Regions from separate parts of the Mus musculus genome. Here region 1 is linked to region 2. The links are chromatin contacts, called in public HiChIP or PLAC-seq maps. All regions are on one chromosome and are shown on one strand. Each heading gives the region's core, a stretch centred on a gene start, on an enhancer-like site or on the middle of the called end of the contact. The rest is flanking DNA. Distances are from core to core; before and after follow the strand shown.

The links. HiChIP or PLAC-seq counts read pairs in DNA pulled down with a chosen protein or histone mark.
Region 1: an H3K27ac HiChIP or PLAC-seq map of epiblast stem cells shows a contact between it and region 2. The contact joins two enhancer-like sites. A contact is called at or near these places in 1 of 15 datasets of contacts at CTCF or cohesin (the NIH/3T3 cell line) and 1 of 115 datasets of contacts at active chromatin or transcription factors (epiblast stem cells).

Annotation. Positions count from the first base shown.
Region 1 is chr8:60,937,803-60,940,596 of GRCm38.p6, forward strand. It overlaps Clcn3 (chloride channel, voltage-sensitive 3), which reads right to left. Exons shown (of 13, transcript NM_173873.1): 4 at 746-845. Among named protein-coding and RNA genes, the nearest start is that of Clcn3, 44 kb to the right of the region's middle. Within about 2 kb of position 1,524, at least 17 of the 459 cell types and tissues checked have an H3K27ac peak or open chromatin away from gene starts, as enhancers often do. A contact at or near this core is called in epiblast stem cells, where this site is marked.
Region 2 is chr8:60,572,240-60,574,939 of GRCm38.p6, forward strand. No RefSeq gene overlaps it. Among named protein-coding and RNA genes, the nearest start is that of Gm34730, 58 kb to the right of the region's middle. Within about 2 kb of position 1,447, at least 3 of the 459 cell types and tissues checked have an H3K27ac peak or open chromatin away from gene starts, as enhancers often do. A contact at or near this core is called in epiblast stem cells, where this site is marked.

The sequences.
Region 1 (2,794 bases), core at 274-2,773, 370 kb after region 2:
ATGCTTGTAGAGAGCCATGGTGGCACACACCTTTAATATTAGCACTTGGGAGGCCGAGGAAGGCAGAATTAGATCTCAGTGTGTTTAAGGCCAGCCTTTGTCTATGTATCATGTTCCAGTATAGCCAGAGTTACATATTGAGATTGTCTCAATACAAAAGAATAGAGTAAAATGTTCATTATGTATAATTAAGGAAGTTCATATCATTCACTGAATTATTCATGTAAGTTTGAAATTTTTCTTAATTAACAGAAAGCTATACATATAAAGATTATCTTAATGACAAAATATTGAAAATATATAAAGTTATGATCAAATTAGATCATTCTTATCACAAGAAATCAATAGGTCAGACAGACTGAGCACAACATTCTTAACGCATGCCACTTATCAATACTTCTCTCTCTCTGGTCTTCACAAATATCTTACTTTTTCCTGTTTTCTGTCTTGCCTGATGGAGGCGGAGAGTGATTCTACTACCCCTAGTGGGATTCACACTGTCAGCTGCTAGTAGTTCAACTTCTCTCTCTAGGACTAGGCAGTCACAGTGGACAGCCAAATTGATAAGACAAAGCGCCCAGTCAATCAGACTCAGTCGCCTGATCTCATATTTACTTTTTTCTAAGAAACGTAAGCACTCTAAAAAATTCTAATGTACCCAAAAAGGAGGAGGGGGTTATCCAGTTAACTTAAAAGCAAAGCCAAGCAAGATAAAGCAAAAGTTTCCCTTAAGCCTTCCCCTTACCTGATGCCAGTCCCGTCAGTGTAACAACAAGCCATCCTGACCAGGCGTCATACAGACTTTTTGTCATTTCCCATGCTGATTCTTTTTTTTTACTGTTGATCTGAAATTACAAATATGTTTCATTTCTTAAACTGTATTTCTACAATGCTTGAGTCTACTTAATTTTCTCAAGTCTCATAACACAGAAAGTACCTTGTAAACTAAAGAATAACAAAGCAAATTTGGGATAAAAATCACTCTGCAGGGCAGCTGTACCTAATAGCCAGAGGCCACACATCAAGCAAAGATCTATTTGTTTTTTAAATAAGAACATCTGGATTTGACTGTTAGGGCCCACGGGCCACATGGAAGTCTAATCTACACTGTTTCAAACCTTATCTGCTACACACAGATAGTTTACACATCACAAGTTAGATAATATAGCTGTAAAAGTCTGGCTTCAGTACTTTAGTAACATATAATTATGTTTAAAAGTTGAAATTAATGAACAAAAACTGCTCAAAAATATAATACCTGAGTCACACCAGCAGAGTGATCCCCCCAAGTTACAGAACTGTGAATACATAGGTGTAGAGCTCTAATCCTACTTGTAACAGCCAAAGACTTCCCTGCAAGCCAGAAGAAAACTGTCCTCGACTGATTGACTGCATGCAGCTAAGAGATTAACAAGAAGAAAGCGGATTTGATGCAAATCTCCCCTCATTAACAATAGCAGTATGCTATTGTAATAGCATGCTTGTCTCCCCAAGAATGCACTTCTAAACCCATTCCAAACTAGCTTCTTTTGTCTTGCTCACAGCTTAGCTTTAAGAAGCTCTATTGTCCATCTAGGGCCACAATGCTCAACTAGCCTGTAGAAAAGTACAGCAAGAATTCAATGACCTGATCTATTTTGAGTGGATCATCTATTCAAAAGCCACAGGACCAATTAAAAAGACCCAGTGAATAAGAAAATCATATCCCTTTCAAATAGAAGCATCCAAACACAGATATCAACCACTTTTTAGAAAGTCTTACAAGTGGTCACTAAGTTCCACTTTGTTTTTCCTTGATAAAAAATAAGCATATTTTTAAAAGATAGTATTAAGTCATTTTCAGACAGTCTCTGCCATTCTTCTTATTCTTCTGTTTGTACACAGCAGATGTTCAATAAACTCTTACTGGTCCATTTTCAGTACAAGAACACTGTGTGTAAAATAGTGTTGATTCATCACCAAGCTACAAAAATATAGATATCACCTAAATGTTTAACAATATAGTATCAGTTAAATAAGCTGCACTGCTTTCTTAAAACAACAACAACAAAAACCAAAATACCCACTGGTAATAGTACCTGTCACTTTGTAAACAAATTAAAAACAAAACAAAACAAAAAAACAAAAACAGTATTCTTACTCAGTGGAAATTTTCTGATACTTGTATTATGATACTATCTTATAAAAAGTATCAATATGAGATAAAATAGTTCTCAAAGAAAACTCCACAGACAACAGAAGGCCATGAAACTCAGGAAGCTCTGCATGAGAAACCATGTCCAGCTTAGTCAGATTGTATATGCCTTGAGTTAAAGTCCCAGGACCCACCCAACCAATTAACCGACCTAGCAACCAACCAACCAATTAACCAACCGCTGTCTACATCTGACAATCCACATAGATCAGCAAACTAGTATCTTCTACATGATAATTTCATGTTAAGAAAATGTATTCTCAAAGTTCAAGGTAAAGCAATGGATTTTAATTTAACAAAGCTGGAGTTAAGACAATTCAAAATGCACGTAAGAGCTCATCTTTTACAAGCTGCTACGATGAAAAGCAGATATGAGAATGTATCGGTCTTTTATTAAGCCAGGCAATCATGAAGACTACTAAAAAAAATCACTCTGCAAATACTTTTTAATTTTGAAAAATGTATTATTTTTATATTAGTTACATTTAAAATAGTGAGTTTACAGTTACAATTTTTAAGTGAATTAGTTTTTTGTTTTTGGTTTTTTTCTAGACAGGTTTTCTCTGTTTTGAAAAAGTGCATTTTAGATGATACCAGTGT
Region 2 (2,700 bases), core at 197-2,696:
GATAAGAATTACATAAAATATTATCCTAATTTAGAAGTATCTTTAGAGGTCTGGTTTCCTGGGCTGTTTCATGCCAGATGTTGTTGTTTTAAATGACTCCAACCCTAAGTTACCGGTTTTAAGCTAACTTTTTAAGCATACCCAATAACTTATAAGTCATTACTCTAGTACCAAGACACGCAGAACATATTTATACCTTTAAAGCCAATCAGAAACAAAATGAAGCACCTATACCAATCTTATAAATTTATACCAATCAAAAAATTTTTACTTTTTCTAGCTATAATTTCAAGAGAAAAAGCACTTTGTCATTTGCTGAACACAATAATCACAATTGCAGAGATTTTTCTAGGGAAAAAAAAAACCCTATCATCTTATTTGCCTTAGAACTTGACAAGCCACTGGCCCCCTTTAAAAGCAGCTTTTCAGCAGGGCGTCTCTTGCTGTGCTTGACTCCTGGCTAAGTGTATGGGGAAACTTAAACCAGCCTCTGCTGTGCAAAATGAGACTGAATCAAGAGATGGATAGCCAGCAGATAAAGTTTTAACCGTTTTTTTCTTTTCAACATGAAACATAGAACAACAGTCATTCAGACAATGAAACAAAAACAGACACAAATTGACATGTGGACAGATTGGTGCACAAAAGACAGACAGTACAGAGAGGTAAGAGAACTTGATGTAAGCAACTAAGGATGTCTCCTGTAGGGGCCAGACAGGAAGCAGATGTCTCCCGATTTCCTTCTGTCCCTAGGAGAGCTCTGAAATCCAAATCCATTTTTCCTTCTCTCTCTCTCTCTCTCTCTCTCTCTCTCTCTCTCTCTCTCTCTCTCTCACACGTCATTTGTATATCTAGCATCTTGTTGTTGTTCTGTTTTGTTTATTACTTATTTTATTTTATACCCTACTCCTCTAGCCTGAAGCCTTTTGGAAGCTGCAGACAATTGCCTATATAAAATTCCCATCCCAATGTGCTGTCACCCCTAGCTGATATCAACACTGGGCCTATGCTGACTCAGTCTAGCCTGTATCACTTTTGCACCCTTGCAATCAGCAGCCTTCAAAAGATGAAATTTATAGCACTAACATTAATGTTGTATGTTGCTTACCACCATGTAGAATACATAACTTTTACTGTTTTCTGTGGAGCTCCACCGAGGACAGCCCTCAGTTGGTGGCCCTGTGTCCAAGCTCCTCATATGGGCACCACCTGTAGCCATCCAGTGGCCATGGAGAACCAGGTACACCTGGACAGAGAGTTGGGGATGGAATAGGATGGGCAGGCTAGAAAAATAATGAGCCAAGACAAAGTTCTCTGATCATGGCTCAAATTTTAATTTTGAGCTCTGTGTTTATATAGGCAAAATCCAAAACCCACCCCTTTGTATCAACTGGATTGAGTTGTAAAGTAAGCTCAGTAAGTGGCCAGCTCCTCAAGGCTCAGGCAGGAAGGTGTAAATTCAGTGAGGCCAGGCGCCTGGGTCCAGCAGCCAGAGACTTGTTTAGACAACTCAAGGCTGGGGGAAGGGCACAATACCTAATAACTTATAAGCCATTACTCCATAACCAAGACATGCAGAATATATTTATACTTTTAAAACCAGTCAGAAACAAAAATAAAGTGGCTACACACATCTTATATGTTTAGACTAGACAAGATTTTTATTTTTTCTAGCTATAATTTCAATAAAGGTGCACCTTGTTACCTTCTGAACCCAATAATCACAATCAGAGATTTTTCTAGAAGAAACAACTATCAGTTCCCTTATCATAGAACTTGAGAAGCTGCTTGCCCCTTTACAAGCAGTTTTTGCAGACAATCAGCTCCTAGCAGAGCTTCTCCAGCTATGCTAGACTCCTAACTACAGATGCAGGGCTCAAAAGCCAATAGAGACTGCCTTTAAAAAGTTGAACTAAATCAAGGGGTGGATATTCAGCAGATAAAGTTTTAACCATTTTTTCTTTTGAACATGAAATATAGAACAACAATCATTCAAACAAAGAAACAAAAACAGACATAAATTAACAAACATGGACAGAATGGTGCACAAGGACAGACAATAGAGAGAAAGGAAAGAAAACTTGATGTCCCAAAGGAACCTAGATATAACCTGAACTAAAGATATATCCAGTAGGAGCCAGAGAGGAAGCAAGATGTCTCCCGATTTCTTCCTGTCCCTAGGAGAGCTCTGAAACAGCTTATATCCATTTTCCTTCACTTTTGCTAACTTGTCCTGGACAGGGGACAACTGCTTTTCTAAAACCTTCTCTCTCTCTCTCTCTCTCTCTCTCTCTCTCTCTCTCTCTCTCTCTCTCTCTCATCATTTATATATTTTTATTCCTACTTCTGGGAACCATAGACAGCATAAATCTACTTGAGGTAAGAATTTTTCTAACATCTGGTTTTTTAAACCCTGCTCCTCTCACCTGGAGCTCTTAGCTGCAGACAAATGCCTATATAGAATTCCCCTGTCCCATTGCACTGTCACCCCTAGGTGAAGTCAGCATTGAGTCAACACCTCTTCAGCTTAACCTGTATCTCCTCAATATATCTCCTGCAACAACAGCCTCCAAAAAATAAATAGCTAGTGCTAACATGAATACTGTTTGTTGCTTTCCATGCAGGATTCTGTTACTACTTTCCTTTACTGTGGAGCTCCACCCAAGACAGCATTTCTCAGTGGGTCCCCCCTACCCAGTT